Regions from separate parts of the Gossypium hirsutum genome. Here region 2 is linked to region 1. Evidence: chromatin contacts called from public Hi-C data. All regions are on one chromosome and are shown on one strand. Each heading gives the region's core, a stretch centred on a gene start, on an enhancer-like site or on the middle of the called end of the contact. The rest is flanking DNA. Distances are from core to core; before and after follow the strand shown.

Region 1 (6,194 bases), core at 2,702-5,201:
CATGTTCCTTTCTTTTCATTAACGCTTAATACTTTACGGATCTACTTCAATTATTGTCTTACACAAACAAATGAAGCACCTATTGTCTTTTGAGACCAACAATTAGGATTAACAACATTTATTTTCAAAATTTTATGCGATATCATTATATATATGTAATATTATATCAACTTTCTGTTTCTACATAATATTAATAAAAAAATTATGTCATTTTAAATAATGCATTTAACGAATATTGTTTAAAATTAAAATTTCAAATTTTGAAAAAAGATATGGACTTAAATATAAATTAAATCACAAGTTATACATAGTATGATACTAACAACGAAAATTAACTCAATACATTTAACTGCTATTATTTGGGTCAGTACTTTAATTTCAAATTTTGAAAATTAGAACGATAAACATTGATAAAATTAGAATACGAAGACTAAATCTGACATTTATTTTAAACGTAGAGCATAATAGTATATTATTGAAATAGTTATTTTAAAGAAATCAATGTAAGTAGTAATAATGATGATGAAAAAGAGAAGCTTTTGTTGTTTTCAGCCTCAACAACCAAAAATTTCAAACAAGTCTTAAAAATATTGCTGAATTCAAGAAAAAGAAATAAAACAAAATAAAATTATGTGTGCAAGAAAAATGGGATACTAAAAAGGGGCATGAAACATTGAAGAACCGAACCAATTAGGGAAACAACATGATGTGGATTAGACAACAGCTTAGGGTTAGGAGTCAGATCTCTCTCTTTTTAATTTTTGTATTTAGATAATGGGGGCTGGCTGATGTTATGATTTTGGATACATTGTCCGATCCAGCCACTACTTGCTGTCATGTTGAGCTTAGCCACACAAACTCATCGTGTCTCTTTGTGCCTTTATTTTAACATTTTGCCTTTTCTTCTTTCTCTATTTTTAGATTCGATTGTATGTAGGTCCCCATCCTTTTAAGCCTATGGAAAATTGATTTCTTAATCTTGTAAGTCAAGGAGAGAAAATTACAAGACACCTACAACAAGAAGAGTTCAACTATTCTTTGCTTTTATAAACAGGCATCAATGCTCAGCTCAGCTCATCAAATCAGAATCTGCATAAGTTTCAATCCATAAAATGATCTTCCCACTCACTGCAAGTGTTGGTTAAGTTTAGCTGTTTATTTAGCTCACTTTTAAGCATCGGAACTGTAACATTAATAGGCAAGATTCGGTTTGGTATTTCTCTCGATCCGATCCTGCATACAATGAGGGAAACATAACAAGTGCATGACAGGAGCAAGTACCATTGGACCACCTCGATTGAGATATCAGCCTTGGGGTTGGTCATCAAGACAATGTTCCACCTCCTTAACCGCTTTTTGTTCCTCCTACAAGAGCAAATGGCTTCTATAAAACCATCTTCTCTATTATTTGCGCTATATGCCCAAACAATATCCAACTAGAAATGCAGAAAACACGAAAGGTTCGAGTTCTGCACTGGCATGCCATAAAAAGGAGAGCAGACTGATCTCATAAAGGTACGAATGACGACTTTTGCAATGATATGATTCAAAAAGTCCACAGGTATAGGCGTAATGAGAAATAAACACAAAAAGTGAAAAACATCCATCTCATGTAAGGATATACAGAGCTTCGCACAACGAATTATTTTCAGCATTCAAATGCACTGCTCTCGATATAAGTTCATTTATGCTGGCAGGGCAATTAACTACCGCATAGATGCATTTATCAATGTAAAACAATGACAAACCACATCAGAGGGAAGGAAATAGTAGATAATGAAAGGTCATATAACAAATTCAACAAGATCAAGCTGAAAGCTAAAATATATGCTTTATTATTACGAAAATATGTCTTCACTTAACTACAGCAACTATAGGTAACAGGTGGAGATAATTGCTAACCTATTTCTAACAGGTAGATTTCTACAAAGTGTCAATATAATTGGATTTCTCCATGTTAAGCTGTCAAACCTCGAGGATAAATCAGAGCCATGACCTGTATACAACCTAATTGGCTTGATCCAAAACCCCCTTTCGCCTTCTTTATACTTATTTACTTCATCCGTTCTAAAAAATGGAATAATCAAGATCAATGTTAGAGCATACTTCGTAACTGAAATAACTCAAAAATTGCTCTAGCACCGGAACCTGGTTCAACTCAGAACCAATGGATAGTGAGTTCCGGCTCACTCTTCTGAAGCATGCAGGCACACCTTCTCAAGTTTTGTTGGCCAGTCCACCCCAAGGAGAGGGGAGTTTATTTCCATTGCAACTCGAAAGTCTAACATTGATGCAGAAATGGACCCATTCTGTTTTTGAGCATATCCCAAAGGCCGCATCCCGTTCAAAGAGACTGTGGACCAATTGTGACCTTGGTCAATAAGTTTCTGTCCGGACCTTGAACCAGCCAATTCCAAACAGGGTTTTATCAATCTCTTCATGGAAACATCAAGGCTACTGTTCAACAAATTGGCACAATCTACTGACATGTTTAATCCCTCCATCTCTAACTTCTTTTCCAACCTTTTTCTCAAAGAACCTGTGTCAGGTAGTTCACCTTTGCAATGACATGTCTCAGAAGCGGATGCTAATCTGTTCCATGGCACTTTTCGCATTCCTTTAGCATTCAAAGATATGCCAAGCGGAGCTCTAACAGGACTCCTACTGTGAATGCTTGGGCTTCCTGCAACTTGATCAACTTCCTCTCCTTCTTCGAAGGACATAGGTGGTCTGCTACCCAGAGAAAGCAACTCGGTAGCACTTTGCTGTTCTTGAACTCTCGGAACTGCATCTTCACAAACAGTACCACGGCTCTTCCCATGAGGCCCTAAAGGACTTGGATGGTTCTGATCACGGAGATTTGTAGTCCTTCCCTTACGAGGGGATTGAGGAAAGTCTTTGCACATTGACTTAAGATTACTTCTTTGATACCCATTCGCCGCTTTAACACTTAAAGCACCTTCCAATTTGTTCCCTGTTGATGGATGATTCTTCGAAAGAGAAGCATTTCTAATAATCGATCTGAGGAGATGATTATGAAGACGAACATTTTCTCTCCCAATTATACCAATGCAGAGCCTATCAAACTCGGGTTTCCCAATCTTAAGACTCAAAAATCTAGTGAGCAGATTAAAGTACTTCTCAGCTTTTATAGGCCCAATCTTCCTTTCAATCTGAGATTTCAGCGCTAAAGTATCTACTAGAGAAAAATGCCGTCGACCCGGCATTTCAGTTTCCAAGTTCATCACTATCATCCAAAATCTAAAATTTCAGCCAAAAAACAAAAAAATCAACTTCCAAATAAAAATCCTACTTAATTATCAATCAAAACCACCACCAAAACCCCCATGTCATCCTCTAAGATAGCAAGACGGGACCAAAAAATACTAAAATTCAAACAAAACAAACAAAACCCAGATGAAAAACTGCATTAAGAATAAGTAACTTCATTTAACTAATAAATCATTCAAAAACCACAAATCAAAGAGAAATCCAGAAAGATAAATCTACAAAATTTGAAACTACCAGTCTCAAACAAAGAAACAGTAAAGCAGTAATGGTAAGCAACGGAAAAAGAAAATGTAAAATAGAAACAAAGCAAAACCCACCTGAATTAAGGAACTATATAACTGAATTCAAAGAAGTTGAACTGAATTTGCAGCAAAAAAAGAAAAGCATTATTAATCAATCAGAAGCTTGTGAAAGTAGAGAGCAAAGAGATTAGGGCAAGAAGCTTTGAAAGCTTCTATTGGAGTGATCATGGTCAAAGAAACATGCGCGTTTTGAAAACGAGTGTAAACTATGCTAAGTGCTAAGCTGGTTAGCTTTGGGTCGAATGTTGGATTGTCCAATCAGCGTCTCAGTTTTTGAGTAATTTAGAATTAAGCCTTCCGAATTTAATGCAGTTTCCGAGAGGAAAAGTAAAATATCTATCAACAAAGGTCAAAGCTCCATCTATTTTCAATAAATCCAATTTTGACGAAAAATATTTTAACTAAAAGAAAAAAAAAAAGTGCAGTATCGAAGCAGCATGAACAACTAACTTTTTATTTTTATTTTAAATTATCTATTTATTAATCAATACAATATCTAATAAGAAACAAGTTATTAAATATAAGGAATTTAAGAAAATTTATTTGATGTAATTTTTAGACAGTTAAGTAAAAAAAAGTGTTATTTTTAATTTTATTTTGGAGTTAAAAAAATTATTTTCATTAATAATACTTTGACTTAATGGTAAGATTTAGGTTTTGGAAATTTGGAGTTTTATTATGGGTAGATTTTTACTTCAAATTTTATTATGTTTTAAATTTCATCACGTATAAATCATGTTTAAATTTATTCTAATCATGATCTAAATATATTTTAATCTAGAGATATTCATAAGTTGATTAACCTGTCCGATTCAATCGACTCAACTAATTTTTGGCCATGCTTAAGTTTAATTTTTTTAACCTCATGTTAACCCTACCCAACTTAATTCACTCTTCCAACATAATCATGAACATGAACAACAAGGGCATAAGTTTCATTGACACCTATCAATAAAGGCTTATAAACATTATTCTCTAAAAAGAATGTTCTATCAACATAATAATTTTTGTTGTGAAGTATTCGAAACCAAAGAATGTTCTTATATTGCACAATAATATAATAATTAAGATACTCGAAAATATATAAACAATTAATGTGAGTTATTAAACAATTAAAAATATGAAAAAAAGACATACAATAGACATTATAAACGATGAAAATAATGTCAATATAAGAACATTTTCAATTATACAATTATACAATTATGAAAATATATAAATAATTAAAAATATGAAAAAAAAATACAATTATGAAAATATCAAAACATTTTCAATTCATAATCATAATCATGTACAATAGATATTTAAAAGGCCCCCAATTACATGTGTCAAATACAGAGTTAAGATTTGAATCCAATTTTGATGGTTACACGACCTAAGATGATCCACACGACCTAGCGACACGGCTGTGTCCAAGGCCGCGTGAACACTGGAATTAATTTTTCAAATTTAATTGCAAGTCAGAGAGTTACACAGGCCATAAACACGGCCGTGTGCGAGACACAACCTGTCACACGGGCGTGTGTGAGATCTGTGCCCCGCATGGCCTCGCACATGGGCATGAAAGAAGCGAAAGAAAATCACACACGACTTGGCACACGAGCATGTCCGAGGCCGTGTGACCACTAGGCTTTGAGTTTTAAATCACACACGGCCTGAAGGAGTGGCACACGAGTGTGTGACACAGCTGTGTGGCCCAACATGAGCCTAAACATGATTGTGCCCATTTAAAACCCTAATTTTTCCTTTTCTTTTTGTTTTGTCTTCTTCTTCCCTCACTTCTTTCCCCTAGCCACCACTCTGCCTTTACCCACTTCGACCCCCCATTCTGGCCACAATCGTCCTTGCCCTTTTTTTCTCTCACTCCCATCCGCACCTCCCACCGTCGCCCAAGTTCTTCCCTTTCTCATCCTAACCGCTCCTTTCTCTTTCCCTCTCCCTCGCAATTCCCCCTTTCCCCATTTCCCCTAATTTTCTTTTTTCCCTTCCCCAGCCACTCCTAACTGAAACCCTCCTCTCTTATCCCTCTCATCGCATCCTTCCCTCTCATCGCATCCTTCCCTCTCCATTATCCGCCACTTGCCTTCCCCTTTCCCATCCCTCTCATCGCATCCTTCCCTACCAACTCAAAACTTTATCATCGCCGTCCCTAACCACCGCGCAAACACCCCGTCGTTGGCCCACCTTCGACCACAACAACGCACTACCCCGTCGACCACCACCAACGTTTGCCACCATCGCCTATCGATTCCCTACTATCTATTCTTTTTCCTTTTGTTATTATTATTATTATTATTTTATTTTCATTTTTATTTATTGTTATTATATTTATTTGTTTTACTATTCCTACATTTTTAGTGTTATTTTCATTATTATTTTCATTGTTCTTATTTTTAGTTTTAGTTTTAGTAGGATCTGTTTAATCAAAATTTTTAATTGTTATTTTTATTCTTGTTTTTTATTATTTATTTTCTTTAGTTTTTCCTGCTATTATGTTTAGTCTTATTTCTTTTATCATTAGTTTTAGCTTTAGTTTCTCCTGATTTATTTTCGTTCCATGCTTGTGTTATTCTTCGTGTGTTGGTATGCCTACTTAGGAAA
Region 2 (6,194 bases), core at 1,089-3,588, 410 kb after region 1:
TACTTAGGTAGTACACCTGAAGTGTACAATACTATAAATCCGCCAATTTATATCCGAAAGTGCTTTAATGAGCACTTAAACAAAAAGCTCTCTCTCAAGCACTATAACGGGAAGCTCATTGAGCCTTGTACAGGAAGCTTTTCCGGGTAATATAACGGAAAGTTCACAAAGAGCCTATAACGGGTAGCTCTGAAGAGCAATTAACGGGTAGCTCCGAAGAGCACTTAATTAGGAAGCATTAAATAGCTATATAACGGGAAGTTCAAGCAAGCACTAACGGAAAGCTCACAAAGAGCCATATAACGGGACGCTCATAAGAGCTGCGGTGTGCCTACAACACATGTAGGGTCACAACTGATCAGGATGCTTCGAAGAGCATTTAACGAAAAGCTCACAAAAACATTATATAATGAGAAGCTTGAAAGGGCTTGTAACGGATGCTCTTTCGAGCTACGGTACGTCCGCAACATATGCAGGAACACTACCATTTCGGGAAACAGATCCCTGTATCCATCAAATCTCATTATCCAAACAGGACTTATTTATTTATAAGAGATTTTCAGTTATGAGATCAATTACATACACATATATGACATTTACACAATTTACATATTCAACACTCAATATAAGCATATAAATATACACAATTGAGTTACACGAACTTACCTCGATAATGTTCGTGAGTTGTAATCTACTAATCCGTTACTTTTTCTTTACCTCAATCTAGCTCCGTATTTTGTCTTTCCAGATCTATACGAGTAAATTAACTCAATTTAATAAAATTTACATTCAATTCAATCCAAGTCACATCTTAGGCAGAATTACCGTTTTCCCTATACTTTTAATTAATGACAATTTCGTCCCTAGGCTCGGAAAATGAAATTCATGCAATTTAATCCTTATTCCAAGCCCAGCTAAATTTTACATGTATCAATAGCAGCCCATGTATTTCAAAAAAATAGAATTTTTCAATGAATTTTACATTTTTACAATTTAGTCCCTAAATCACATTTTCATCAAAATTCCTTTAACAAAAGTTGTTTATCTATCAACAACCTTTCATTTTCTACCATAAAACTTCATAATTCAACTATATTCATCCATGGAAAAATCCTAGAACTTTGATAACTTTGCAAATTAATCCCCAAAATAGCTTAATTATGCTATTACAATATCAGAAACATAAAAGCTACTAAAAACAGGACAAGAATTCATACCTAATTAAGCCAAGAAAGCTTGCTTGAGCTCTTTTCTCTTAGCTAGGGTTTCCATAAAAAAATTTGGGAAAGACGATGATAAATGATGATATTTTCTTTATTTAATCATTTATCATCTTTTAATATCTTTTATTTCCAATTTCATCCTTTTCTTTAATTAAATTTCCATGGATGAATCATCATCCTTATCTACTAATTTCTCTTAATGGTCTATTTTCTATATAAGGACCTCAAACTTTGAATTTCATAGCTATTTGATACTTATAGCTACTAGAAACCAACTTTAACATTTCATGCAATTTGGTCCTTTTATCAATTAAACATGTAATCAGTAAAATTTTCTTAACAAAATTTTCATACGATTTTCCTATTATAATTCAAACCATAAAATAATATTAAAAAAATTTTCTTTTCGGACTCAGATTTGTGGTCCCGAAATCATTGTTCCAGTTTTACTAAAAACGGGCTGTTACAAGTTCCCTGAACTCTCGCACATACTCTCCAATTTTGCCTCGTTCCATTAACAGAGGAATTATTTTTTCATTAGGTAATCTAAACCCATATTACCATAAAGTCGAGCTACAAGAGAATACTCTAATGTTACTGCATTCTTGACAACATGTCATTGTTTGGATCTCAATAAGTGAACCACCATTATGATATGTTAGGAAATTAAAAGTTTGATATACTTATTAATGTAGGCTACGGTAGACTATAGAAGATGATATTTTTTTATTTTCTATGAAAAACTAACAAGTTTGATAGGTTATTTATATGTATTTAAAATTAAAGTTTTATTAGAATTTTTAAACTATTATTCAAAACTCGATATCAATGTATGTCTAGGTAGTGTAATCATTTCAAAATAATTATCATGATTCCAATTCACAGTAAAAAAAAAACTTAGCAATGGAAATAGTCTCACTAAACATAACACTTTTAGATGTTGAGAAATTCTTAAAGCTGTATTCTCAAAAATAATTTTTGTATACAAATATTTTAATAAATAATAAATAATAAAAGAAGAACATTTTCATATAAACAAACCTAATAAAGAGCATGTAAATCTAATAAAATAATTAATTGATTATGAAAGATTAATGGGTTGGGTATTATCCGATGGTTCATCCGAATTGTGTTAGTCCGGACTTTCAGAACCATAAGCATAGGGATAGCAATTGACTAAACGGCGCGTTTGCTATTGTTGTGCATGTTGTTTTTTTAAACAATTAAGTTAGAAAACGTTGTCGTTTAGTAAGAAAAGAAAAACCTGCCCTCCTTTTTCGTGAGAAGCCAAGCTGTAAATGGCCATAAGGTCCTTGAATTTCATAATAATCTCTCTTGACCACCATCATCATCACCACCACCACCACCACCGCCACCACCGTCTTAGCCTCTCCCTCCTCTCCTCCTTAACTTCCGCTCTCTCTCTTCCCTCTCCCTATCTTCTCCGTGGAATCGTCTCCAAAACCTCATACTTTCCCTTCTCTCAACAACAACAGCAACACAAAAAAGGCCTTTGTTTAAAGGAGCTAAAAGAAGCCGAAACCCTGGCTCAAAAGATCGGAAAATCCAACAGGCGCCCTGGCGCCCCATCTAAATCTAGGGTTTACGCCGATGTCAACGTTATTCGTCCTAAAGAATATTGGGACTACGAGCTCCTCACTGTTCAATGGGGGTATTTTATTTTCCTTCCTATTCTCCCTTCTATCTACGAACCCTCTATTTTCCATATACGTATTGCTACCCGTAATTTGTTTTATTTTAATAGTTTGAAACTTTTATATTTAATGCAGTTTGGTTATTGGAAATTTGAATCTTAGGGTTTTTATTTTATATTGGCTGGAATGTTAGATTGAACTTAACTGGTTATTGGAAACATCGTAATGATTTGTTTAATTGATTGATTTGAGTATGGTTTTGGCAGCGAACAAGATGATTACGAGGTGGTGAGGAAAGTCGGACGAGGGAAATACAGTGAGGTTTTCGAGGGGGTTCATATTACGGATAACGAGAAATGTGTTATCAAGATTCTCAAACCGGTCAAGAAGAAGAAGGTTTGTATTACTTAAATTTAATTGTGTTTAATGTAAGTTGGTTTAATTAAGAATGACTGTTTGGAATGCAGATTAAGAGGGAGATTAAAATACTGCAGAATCTTTGTGGAGGGCCGAATATTGTGAAGTTGCTGGATATAGTTAGGGATCAGCAGTCGAAGACTCCAAGTCTTATATTTGAATATGTGAATAATACGGATTTTAAAGTGCTTTATCCGACGCTGTCTGATTATGATATTCGATATTATATCTATGAACTTCTGAAGGCAAGTACATGATTTGCTAGTTGCTTTGTTTATTCAGAGATACTACTGACATTGAATTTGAAGTTGAAATGAGATGCATATTTGTAGGCATAAGGAGCCCTCGCTGCAATTATACATTATGTTCAACTAGTTCATGATGGGGGATGAGAGATGATTTCCTTTGGTTTTGGTACCTAGCCTCTAGTCAAAGAACTAGAAGTATATTTCTGTTGATTAAACTTCAAAATTAGATTAAATGTAGTCATTTTTCCTATGTCAATGTTTTTCTCATAAATCAGGAAGGTATTGTTGTATTGAGATGGTGGGTATAGGCCTTGTAGATGCTACCTAAACTTGAGGCGATTGTCGTATATCAGTATATATCTGCAAGTTTATACTCAATTTTTTCTTTTTCAATGTATTTGAACCACCATATGCCATACCCCATCTGCAAATATGCATCGAACACAAGTACTTCAGGGAAAATAGAGATTCTGTTTAACATAGAGCCCTGTTCATACCTTGTACAGTACATGCTTGAGCAGTTGGATTATGAAATTTGTGAACCACATTGATTTGGGGTAGTCATTGGCTCTAATTTTAAGAAATACTTAGAAAATACCTAGATTTCTTTGCAATATGATAGTGCCATTTTGGCGAGAGATTATAGTTGTTTGTGACAAAATTTAGTGTGCTTGAGTGATAGACCTAAGGTTGAATACGCCCTTAGTGTCTGATTTATTTCTCTCTATTTTGGATTGGAGGATCTTATATGAGGATAGATGCCCATAGACTGGAAGCATCTTATGTGTGCACAGTTGGAAGGATGTTAATTATTTGTAGACTGTTTCTGTGGCATTATTAGTATACATATACAATGTAATGGATGCTGTCGTATTTCCTATTTTTAGGCCTACACTCTTTCCCGTTCTGGTTTATGTCTAATAACTTTTCTGCCTGTTGTGATTGAAAGATCGCATGAGATGTCTGTCATAGTCAACTGTGAGAATTGGTATTTTTTTAATATGAATTTGTTGTCTGCAGAACCTTTTTTGATGTAATCACAATATTTTGAATTTTAACTGATGTTTGTGCATTCTTATTTGCCTTGGCTTCAAAAAATTTCAGCACATCTAGATTTCTTTGTAAGATGGCTATGCATACGATGTGAATTTTTATATTTTCCCCATTGTTTATAAAGAAAAGAGATGGTTCAATCTTTAAGTATTTTGAGATTTTATTTTTAGGCATTGGACTATTGCCACTCACAAGGTATTATGCACCGAGATGTGAAGCCCCATAATGTGATGATTGATCATGAGCAGAGGAAACTTCGTCTTATTGATTGGGGCCTTGCAGAGTTTTATCATCCAGGGACAGAATACAATGTTCGTGTTGCTTCCAGGTTTGTCTCCTTTTTGGCATCTGTCTTTTAAGTTCTCAATTTTTCGAGTGGCCTATGTATATGTATGTTAACAGTCTGCATTATTCCACCTATTTTTTATTAAAACTAATCATCTGTCTTAAATATAGCTTTATCAAAAGTGCTTAATATTTGAATTGGATAGCTGACACAGGTGATGGCAATGGAAGTTGATTGATGTGTTTTAGGGGGAAAAGAGCAATAAATCCATAGAACTAGGCTGAATAAATGAGTAAGAAAGATGGAACTCTTCTCTCTATTACTTCAAGAAAATAATAAGAAAGTTGTGGCTGAATAATTTACAGCTTATTTTTATTAGGGTTACAAATAAACTCTTAATCCTAGCCCTAGATTTAAACCTAAAGATATCTCATAATCCTAGTCCTAGATTTAAATCCTAAAGGTAACTAATAATCCTAGCTATCTATCTATATGTCTAATAATAAACAAGACAAATAATAAAATAACATCATAATAAAAAAGGTTACATGTCATTGATTTACCTAAATTATGGTTACTGGTGCTACCATAAATTATTCATTGAAAATTGTGCTTCCTACATTGGTTGACTTTTTGAGGATAAATGCTCTTTCACTTGTGAATTTATAATGTTCAAATTCATTAAGTACAGCCATGAGACCTAAGGCCACAATCCTCGTTACATGTGATTTAGGTAAGACATAACTGAAGCAAGTGAAACTTAGTGGTGTTCTAGTAGCCTGTACTTGAAACATTAAAAATTAGAGTTGAATAGCTGATGGCATGGAGCTAGAGGCAATCACCAAGACATGCATTCCTCAGTGCAGTTGAGGATTAAACATGATATGCCACTGAACATTTTAAAAATGAATAAGATTATTAGGAGCTGAAGACTTTGTATGTATGGGAAACAAAAAGGATAAAGGGTGGGAAGAGCTGGGGGTAGAGTTTTGTTGTATAGGAATTCTTCTTAAGAGATAAGGTTGCTTTGTATTTTATGTAACTTCTTGTTACTTATTTTAGTGCTGAAAATATGTTAGTTTTAGGGTGTTATTACATAATAAAAGAGGATCTTTTCAGTGGATGTCACATTTCTTGTTACTATTTTTTTTGCAAATCTATCAGCTTGTGCTTTTTCACAATCAAGCTTATCTTGGTATTTGAAATTTATCCTTAATTGATGTGTTACCTTTTCTCTCCTTTATACTTCATTTATGGTTTGCAGATATTTTAAAGGTCCTGAGCTTCTTGTCGATTTGCAAGACTATGATTA

What was found. Hi-C and Micro-C count contacts between places; a contact is called where the count stands out from the background.
Region 2: a contact with region 1 is called in a Hi-C map of leaf, with 2.8 times the contacts expected there. The contact joins the promoter of LOC107913276 here to the promoter of LOC107913271 in region 1. A contact is called at or near these places in 2 of 34 Hi-C or Micro-C datasets (both in leaf).

Annotation. Positions count from the first base shown.
Region 1 is chrD11:27,635,749-27,641,942 of Gossypium_hirsutum_v2.1, forward strand. LOC107913271 reads right to left here and starts at 3,952. Exons shown (of 2, transcript XM_016841804.2): 1 at 3,609-3,952; 2 at 1,813-3,261. The coding sequence starts at 3,254. The coding sequence ends at 2,187.
Region 2 is chrD11:28,048,495-28,054,688 of Gossypium_hirsutum_v2.1, forward strand. It overlaps LOC107913276 (casein kinase II subunit alpha), which reads left to right and starts at 2,339. Exons shown (of 10, transcript XM_016841809.2): 1 at 2,339-2,895; 2 at 3,145-3,274; 3 at 3,346-3,540; 4 at 4,767-4,924; 5 at 6,147-6,194. The coding sequence starts at 2,522.